2 separate regions of the Capsicum annuum genome follow, and region 2 is linked to region 1. The links are chromatin contacts, called in public Hi-C maps. All regions are on one chromosome and are shown on one strand. The core of a region is the stretch at or near the end of the contact, and the rest is flanking DNA. Distances in the headings are between cores, read along the strand shown. Region 1 overlaps LOC107853233 (protein PIN-LIKES 3). Region 2 holds the start of LOC124895915.

What was found. A called contact is a pair of places that touch in the nucleus more often than the background predicts.
Region 2: a contact with region 1 is called in a Hi-C map of leaf, with 3 times the contacts expected there. The contact joins the promoter of LOC124895915 here to the enhancer-like site in region 1. A contact is called at or near these places in 2 of 5 Hi-C or Micro-C datasets (leaf and placenta).

What each region holds. Positions count from the first base shown.
Region 1 is chr2:3,817,061-3,821,163 of UCD10Xv1.1, reverse strand. LOC107853233 (protein PIN-LIKES 3) reads right to left here. Exons shown (of 10, transcript XM_016698232.2): 6 at 3,027-3,119; 7 at 2,818-2,918; 8 at 2,649-2,701; 9 at 2,301-2,486; 10 at 1,360-1,660. The coding sequence ends at 1,536. Among protein-coding and RNA genes, the nearest start is that of LOC107853233, 16 kb to the right of the region's middle. Within about 2 kb of position 2,418, at least 1 of the 5 cell types and tissues checked has an H3K27ac peak or open chromatin away from gene starts, as enhancers often do. A contact at or near this core is called in leaf, where this site is marked.
Region 2 is chr2:3,955,063-3,959,057 of UCD10Xv1.1, reverse strand. It overlaps LOC124895915, which reads right to left and starts at 1,481. Exons shown (of 10, transcript XM_047406461.1): 1 at 1,468-1,481; 2 at 1,176-1,429; 3 at 802-878; 4 at 91-167. The coding sequence starts at 1,481. It overlaps LOC107853232 (a long non-coding RNA gene), which reads right to left and starts at 3,253. Exons shown (of 3, transcript XR_007050749.1): 1 at 2,883-3,253; 2 at 1,742-1,869; 3 at 1,553-1,668.

The DNA.
Region 1 (4,103 bases), core at 1,169-3,668:
TCCCAATAGCAAGTAACATAATGAAACTCACCAAAGCCTGATTGGGGATAATTCCATGTAGAACGTATCCTTGCGAGTCTACTTTCCAACACTATAAGTCGTTCGTGATTCAGACACCTCTACGATGTGTTATGAAGCTTCTTCCACAAATGCCCCAAAGTGCCCGAAAGCTCAATTATGAAAAAAGAGCAAAAAGAGGAGAAGAACGGGAGTTGAATTTAGGCTCAGGCTGAATTACAATGACTTAATGGGGCGGTGATGTCCTTATATAGACTCTGAAAGCCCCAGCTTGATTTCGAAAAGAAATTTGTTGAACAAGTTGTCTTCAAGAAGAACTAGGACATCCAAGTATCCAAAACAAGTCAAATTCCTAATCCTTTTTGAAGTGGGATAACATCATTATTTAATCCTATTAAAATTTGATATAAGACTAATACTTGAATCCTACAAGGTTTGGATATATTTAGTTTTAAGCAGAATTTTACATTCCTAAGGAAGGGATTCACGTTATTCTACCTAGATTATGATGAATTTGAGGAGTCGGATTTCGACAAAGTGCTCAAGTTTTGCAAAAAAAAATGAGGGCTCCACAAATACTTCAAATCTCGTCTCTAACAGGTCTGACAAATAAAACACCTTGACGAGCTTTGAAGTAGGGGGCATCTATAAACACGTAAAATTTATTGGGTCATATTCATATAAAAATTGGACTTGACCCATATTTTATTGGGTGTAAAATCATTTTGGGCTATAAAAATAATAAGTTCATTTTATTCCTCATCAAGGACTTCAAGGTCCATCTCACCTTGAGGCCCAAACTTATGCCACGTGTCAAATGACCTGGCATCCCAGTCAAATTAAAGACCAATGAAGCAAGACCACACTCATCAAATGATGTGGCAATCCAAGTCAAGTTCAAGAGTCAATAAAACATCGCCAAGTGCCTCAAATGACATGTTTTTGGCCAATCACAAGCAACCTTGTCACATAACATTTGTGATAAGCTTGAAAATTGAATGGACCAATCAGAATGAGACAAAAGGGGTTATTTACACTTGGACTGCCTACCCCCTACAATTATAAATAGGAGGGTTACACAATTTTCTGAGGTCATTCTACAAGCATTGGAGGAAGCTTTTGCATTGATTACACAGCTCTTCAACGAATCGACTAACGGAATTCTGCCCGGAGGTCAACTCGATAAGACGAAGTGCTGACAAACAATTCCTGGAGATCTAAACAAATTTCTGGGAGGCTCAAATCATCCGGAAGTTCAAGAATTATGCTATAAAGGCCCTCAAATTACGGAAAAGCTTAGGAGATAAGAATCGAGAGAATAACGGAATTGTACTCGCAAAATTACTTTTAAAAAAATTATTCTTTTTATTTATTTTTATTTTTGCTTGCAGTTAATTTTTCGCACAACGAAAATTTGTTGCGAACAATTATATTGAAAGATACAAAACTAATATATTTGTTGGCGATATTGTAACTAAATAACCAAACGGTGAATATCTCTATTTTGTACAAATAACTCAAGATAAAATCCACATGTAGTAAGTCGTCCATAGAGTAAGTGCAACTGATGCCAGTGCATAATTCCATAGCATAATCACTGAACATTCACATTCACCAACTTCAAACAACTGTGTAATTGTACCTGCTCATTTTCCAACAAAAAAGGCCAAATGGAAAGAATAAGACAAAAATTGCTTTTGAAATGAGAAATAATTGCACAAATATTTGCAAAAGAAAAGTTTAATTTCTACATATATAAACTTTTCAGTGTGCGCATAAGATTTCTTACATCATTAGATAACCAAAAAGATATTTTCTTCTCCTTAATTTATACGACACACCCTTTTCATTTTGGTCATTTTCTTAAAAAAAAAAAATGACAATCTTCTAAATTTGAAAATAATTAGTTTTACATCTCTTATTTTATCTTTAATGAGAACTTTTTATAACCACATAAATATTATCACATTTTTCACGTCATAAATTTCAAAAAAAATTATAGGTACACTAATATATGATGTGTTTTAGGCTATACATTTTAAGAAATTAACTTAAGCTATGTCATATAAACTGAAACGAAGAAAGTATTGTAATAGACAAGAGGGAGTTGCTTCAGATGATATACATTCCATGCTTTCAATCAAAAGATAGTGAGTTTGAGTCACGAAAGAAGCAAAATGGATGGAAGCTCCCCGGGAGGCGTGAAGGAAACGGATAAAGTAATATAATACTGTAGAAAAACAAAGAGAGAGGGAAGAAGTAAATGATGAGCTGGTAGATACCAATAGTCATGGCAGAGGGAAGTGCATATTGCAAGAGAAGTACAAACTGATATAAGGAATCTGATCCAACCAATCCAAAATGGCGTGCAGCTTTCACAACACAAATTCCTGATAGTGGTAATGCCACATAACGTATTACTTGAATCCCTATCACCACCCACATACCTACTCCTGACTTTTTCAGCCCTGCACTTATATTAAATGCCAACACCAGTTTAATTTATACACATTGATAATATAAGAATTTTTGATATCCATCTATGATAAGTACTGTGAAAATGTTGAACTAATAAAGTGATAATGCAAAAATTCATATACAAGAAGCATCAGAAGAATCCTCAAACAAACCTTTAAGAAGATTTGCTCCAATTATCAATGTCATTGCTGGTATTGTAGCCTCACTGCAGCACAAAACACATAGTAGCATTAAGTCAATTGCCATGTTATATATACAAAACATTCAAAATTAAGCTTTGTTATAAGCTCATTTAAAATGAAGTTATTTCAGTCTTTATACCCAAGCATAGATGCAGAGCTATCAATAACATGCAATGGAGCCTCATTTCCAATCATTAGCTTTCTTAGCAAGGACGATACACCAATCAAGATCCCAACGATCTGTAGAAAATATAATTTCCATTTTGCAGATTATATTGTCAGTCAATGCTCGCTCTATTCTGTAAAAAGTACATGAATTGAAGCAGAGGAGTAATGTGATCTTCATACCGTAGCAATTGTTGAGGGTGCAAACAACATTTTGAAATTGATCCTCTGTGTCCATATTTTTATATGTTGTTTGATCTTTCTCATAACATGTCCCTGTATATTGGAAAGTTCATTTAGTTAGCTTAGTTATTGTGTTTGTTAGCTTAGTTACTGTGATCATTTTTCAGTTTTACTGTTACATTGATTGATTTACTGTACATTTGAGTTAGTTGGTTTGTTAGTCGTATGGTGAGCTGGCAACTAAGTGTGTAGTGCAGTGTGTAATGTAGTTGAGATGAGAAGCTTCTAGAAGATGTACATTCATCTATATATAGACGCTAGTGGGAACAATGCAATCAACATGACAGTTAATAAAATAGTTCCTTCTTCTTCTCTGTTCAATACAGCTTGGTTAGCCAAGCTTTCTACTCGATGTTAGTGTAGTTTACATGATATCAAAGCAACGACCATGGATGCTAGATAGATAGAGTTTAGATCTCTATCGTGATAAAGGAATTAATCTCTATTTAGCTGTAATTTTTTATTTTTCAATTGATTTCAAATTGAATTTTCCTCTGTAATTGATGTAGAGCAGTAGAAATGGCACCTAAGATTGATTCGAGTGATCCTTTATTCATAGGCACATTAGATGTGTCTGGAGCTACTCTGATTTTAGTTAAGCTTGTTTGATCAAAGAATTATGAAGTGTGAAGTAGATCAATAAGGATTGCATTATTGGGAAAAAGGAAATTTGATTTTGTGACTGGTGCATGCAATAAGAAGATGTAACAGAGAAGAGTTACATGAAAAATGAGAGACCGCTAATACCATAGTATTATCCTGGTTGATGAGCTCAGTTAGTTCAGAGTTGCTGAATGAAATTGTATATGTAACAAATGCTCGTGAAGGAGAAGATCTAAAGGAAATGTTTGATAAAGTGAATTGTATGAGATTGTATAAATTACATAGAGAAATCAACACATTATCACAGAAACTGATTCAGTAGCTACTTACTTCACGAAGCTAAAGAGTTCGTGTAGTAAATATGATGCAGTGATTTCTGCTCCTTCGTGTGATTGTCCAAGTTCTAAGGATTAT
Region 2 (3,995 bases), core at 232-2,731, 140 kb before region 1:
ATGTAGAAAATTGAGAGAGCCAGTTCCAGCATAGAAATGTATTTTGTCCAGGGAATAATCGTAAACAAAATAAGTGACTAGGACATCCACCTGTCAAATGCAGTACCACTTAACCGGCCTTCAGCGGGCTTATTTTCAAGTTTTTCATCCCAAAACTGTGTTCCTGCCTGCATGAAAGAAAAATAGAAGAAGATCACAAGACAAAGTGAGCAAATTTTAACTTGTTCAAGTTCCAAAATGGGTCCACAACCTTATGTGTGGAAGACAACTTTGATTTCCAAGAAAATAAGAAACTGAAGCTCTCACTATTTAAATTGTAAGTTTCTCTCATGGAACAAGGACAATCACTACTGAGGAAAAGGAAAAAATTGAGGGATGCCTACATAAATATGTTGCACTGTGCCATGTCCCCTATTCTTCAATGAGAAATACCGACAAGATAACTAACTGCAAGAGTGTACGCTGACACATAGTCAATCCCTAAATTTGGAAGCTTCTAGAAGCAACAACAACAAACCCAATGTCATCCCACAAGAGGGAAATGGAAAATAAGAAAAATCTGTATCATGTCATGGATTATACTGTTGTACAGTGTGTGGCATCTAATGAAATACTATTTTGTGCATGTTCGGTCAGAAATAGATGTCTTGAATTCCCATCTGTTTGCCTTAAAAGACTTAAGGAGAAGGGGAGGAGCAGTTATCTATGTATTTGTGGTCTTTGTTGGCTGTTAGTTTAACAAGTGGTTCAGCATTACACTGGGAACTAGAGAGACAATAAGAAGGATCTACAGTGACATACCTGTCCTTGAATGCCCATCTGCATTGCAACGATTGGGTCTAAAATTACACCACGAATTGGACAAATCATCAGGTATGCTGCAGTTATATCAAAGGATATATGAATTACTATAAGAGGTAGGTTTACAACTTTACTTTCCTTCGAATGTTACAAACAATAAAGACTGATAGTAATAAACAGGATAATACTGATATTCTGAGCAGTTGTTGTTGGGAAAACAAGCTGATGATATCTATGGCAAGTCATCGTATCGAAACTTAAATATCCAGAAGTACAGGTTATCCTAACTTAATATATGAAAGATGGATGAATCAAATTTCTAAAGTACTTTCATTCTATTGCAGTAACTTCTGTGTTGCAGAAACATGGTTTACCAATAAGGAGATGGCCTGCTTCATGAACACAAATTCGACGCTTGTAGGGAGGCCAGAAGCTGGAGATTTGTGCTAAGCAAGACCCACCAAGTAATATAGCATCTAGAATGGCAAGACCCAAGACTGCAGAAATGTTAGCCCTAATATCTATTCCTTGGTTCAGCAGAATTGAGACTCCAGCAAACAATGTAGCCAAAAGAAAGCTAGACGTTCCAGAAATACCCCACTTCTTTGGCGAAAGTTTGGTCACTGAACTACAGAAGAGTTAAAAAGCATATTATTAAACTAGTACATTTTCTCCTTCATAATTCAGAAAAAGCAAAACCAGATTTTATGTCGAATATTCCATGTAAAACATGCAAGTTGAAACAACTTACGTGCTTCAGAGAGGTGATTGGATTAGCACTGACCAGGGAGGAAGCTTTCGGTGCCTTTGTCTTTAAGATAAGCTAGCACGGCCCAGTCTCCTCAAATCTCGTAAGTCTGCAGAAAGCTGAACAACAAAGGAATTAAAAGAGAAATGTTAACAGCAATAGCATCGCGACATCTACAGAAAGCATGCATACTTTTCAAAGGTTACTGTATGACCCAGTGATGGGTACTCGACATGTTTGTCCCTTCATACGTTTTACTGCACAATTCATTCCTAAAAGCAAAGTCTAAACCACCTCTAAGAGCACCTAATAGCACCCAACTGAGCAAAAGAAGGAAAAACAGAAGAGGAGATAAAACACTAAGTACATAAGTAACATAATTACTTCCTACTTATTGATTGAAATAATAATGTGTATAGATTTGATTGTGGTGCCTGTATGTATGTATTTATGCATACTCCTCGAATGGTTCTTTTATCTCGTACAATTTTGAATAGAAGGGTAGTCCAATATACTACGCGTTGGTACGCTTGAGGTCCAGGAAAGGGCCAAACCACAAAGGTCTATTGTACACAATCTTACCTTGCATTTCTGCAAGAGATTTTCACCACGGCTTGAACTCATGACCTCTAGCCACATGGCAGTAACTTGATCAGTAACTCCAAGAGGCCCCTTCTATCTTGAACAATTCTGAATATAAGTGTAAAACACAAAATATTGATGACCAAAACTAGCTCAAATTTTTTACTTCCCAGTGCTCTCTCAAAATCTCCTCTACAATTACAACAATATGAAAGCATATACTCCAACCCCTAGCAGTCCAGCATGACTGACAACAGCAGCTACAAGTTAACTATAGTTACACCATCAAGACAAAGAAGAAAGAAATAATGCCTCCACTGAATCAAATAGAGTTCCTCTTTATGGCAATGATATAAGTATGTCGACGCAACTATATATATACCAACAATCCTTTTTTTTTTTCAATAGATAACATTAGATGGAATTATTTTAAAACCTAAGCATACTGAAAATATGTACCAAAACATTAAACATAGCCAAAAAAAGATAAAATTGCAGAAAGATTAAGACCAAAAAAGAACAATATGGTGTTACTCTACAATCATAAATATCAAAACTAAAAGTAAATACATGATAAGAGGCAATCGACACAACAATATATACCAACAATCCTTTTTTGTCAAGCTCCATGACTAGTACTTCTGATTTCCAACTCATTTTCAAATCATAAAGGAGCATCTGCTAAAAGAAAACCCCAAAATAGAAACTCATAAAATTAAGTCAAAATTATCAGTTACAAGAATACACTAACCTTAAAATCATCAAATAAAAAAAGAAAATCGTAAATTAGCTCTGAAATTAAAGTGCAAATTGAAAGCTGAAATCGAATTGATGGTGTGTCGTCGGAGCTACTGGTGGTGTGTGGTCGGAGCTACTGGTGTCGTGTTGTGTGTGGTCATCGGAGCTGGTGGTGTGTCATGTGTGGTCGTAGGAGCGTACCGGTGGTGGCATGTGGTCGGAGCGTATGGCAGTGCGTGGTTGAGAGTGGGGAAATATTTAAGTCATGGAAAATTTTCAATATATACTTCTTTAATTTATGTTATATATTATTTTAATTTTTGGTGGATATAGTGAAAATTTTGGGAGGGAAAAAATACAGCCGATGCAATAGCATTTTTGTGTCAATTAAGTGTTGCCATAGGTGGCTTTATGGCAACAGTTCATGCAACCATTGCTATAAGTAACCCTATTGCTATGGTTATTCATCAATAGCAACGGTTATAACACAAAATAGTTCAACTAAAACAATTTTTTTTTGCAACACTTAGAAGCATTGCAATATATGCTCTATAGCAATGCTTTTAGAAGCGTTGCCAAAAGGTTTGTTGTAATAGGGGTAATTTCTAGTAGTGTATAGATGTTTTATTAAAGGCTTCTCAAAGATAGCAAGTCCCATGTACAAAAAAGAGTTAAAGTTCGACTTTGGGGCTGAGTGTCAAAAAGCATTTGAGAACTTAAAAAGAAGATTGACAGAGGCACCCATTTTGTTTGCTCCTGATTAGGCATTACCGTTCGAGCTGATGTATGATGCAAGTGACGTGGCTGTTGGAGCAGTGTTGGAGCAGCGCAAAGATAAGGTATTTCACTCTATCTACTATGCAGTAAAACTTTATATGCGGCCCAGGTCAATTATACAGTCATAGAGAAAAAGATGTTGGCAATCGTCTATGCATTTGATAAATTCAAAGCATACTTGGTGGGCACAAAGGTAATTGTTCATATCGATCATACTGCCATCCGGTATTTGTTCAACAAAAAGGATGCAAAGCCAAGGTTAATCAGGTGGATTCTTCTGCTCCAAGAATTTTATTTAGAAGTTCATGATAGAGAGATCTTCTATTATGACCATTTATCGAAGATTGAG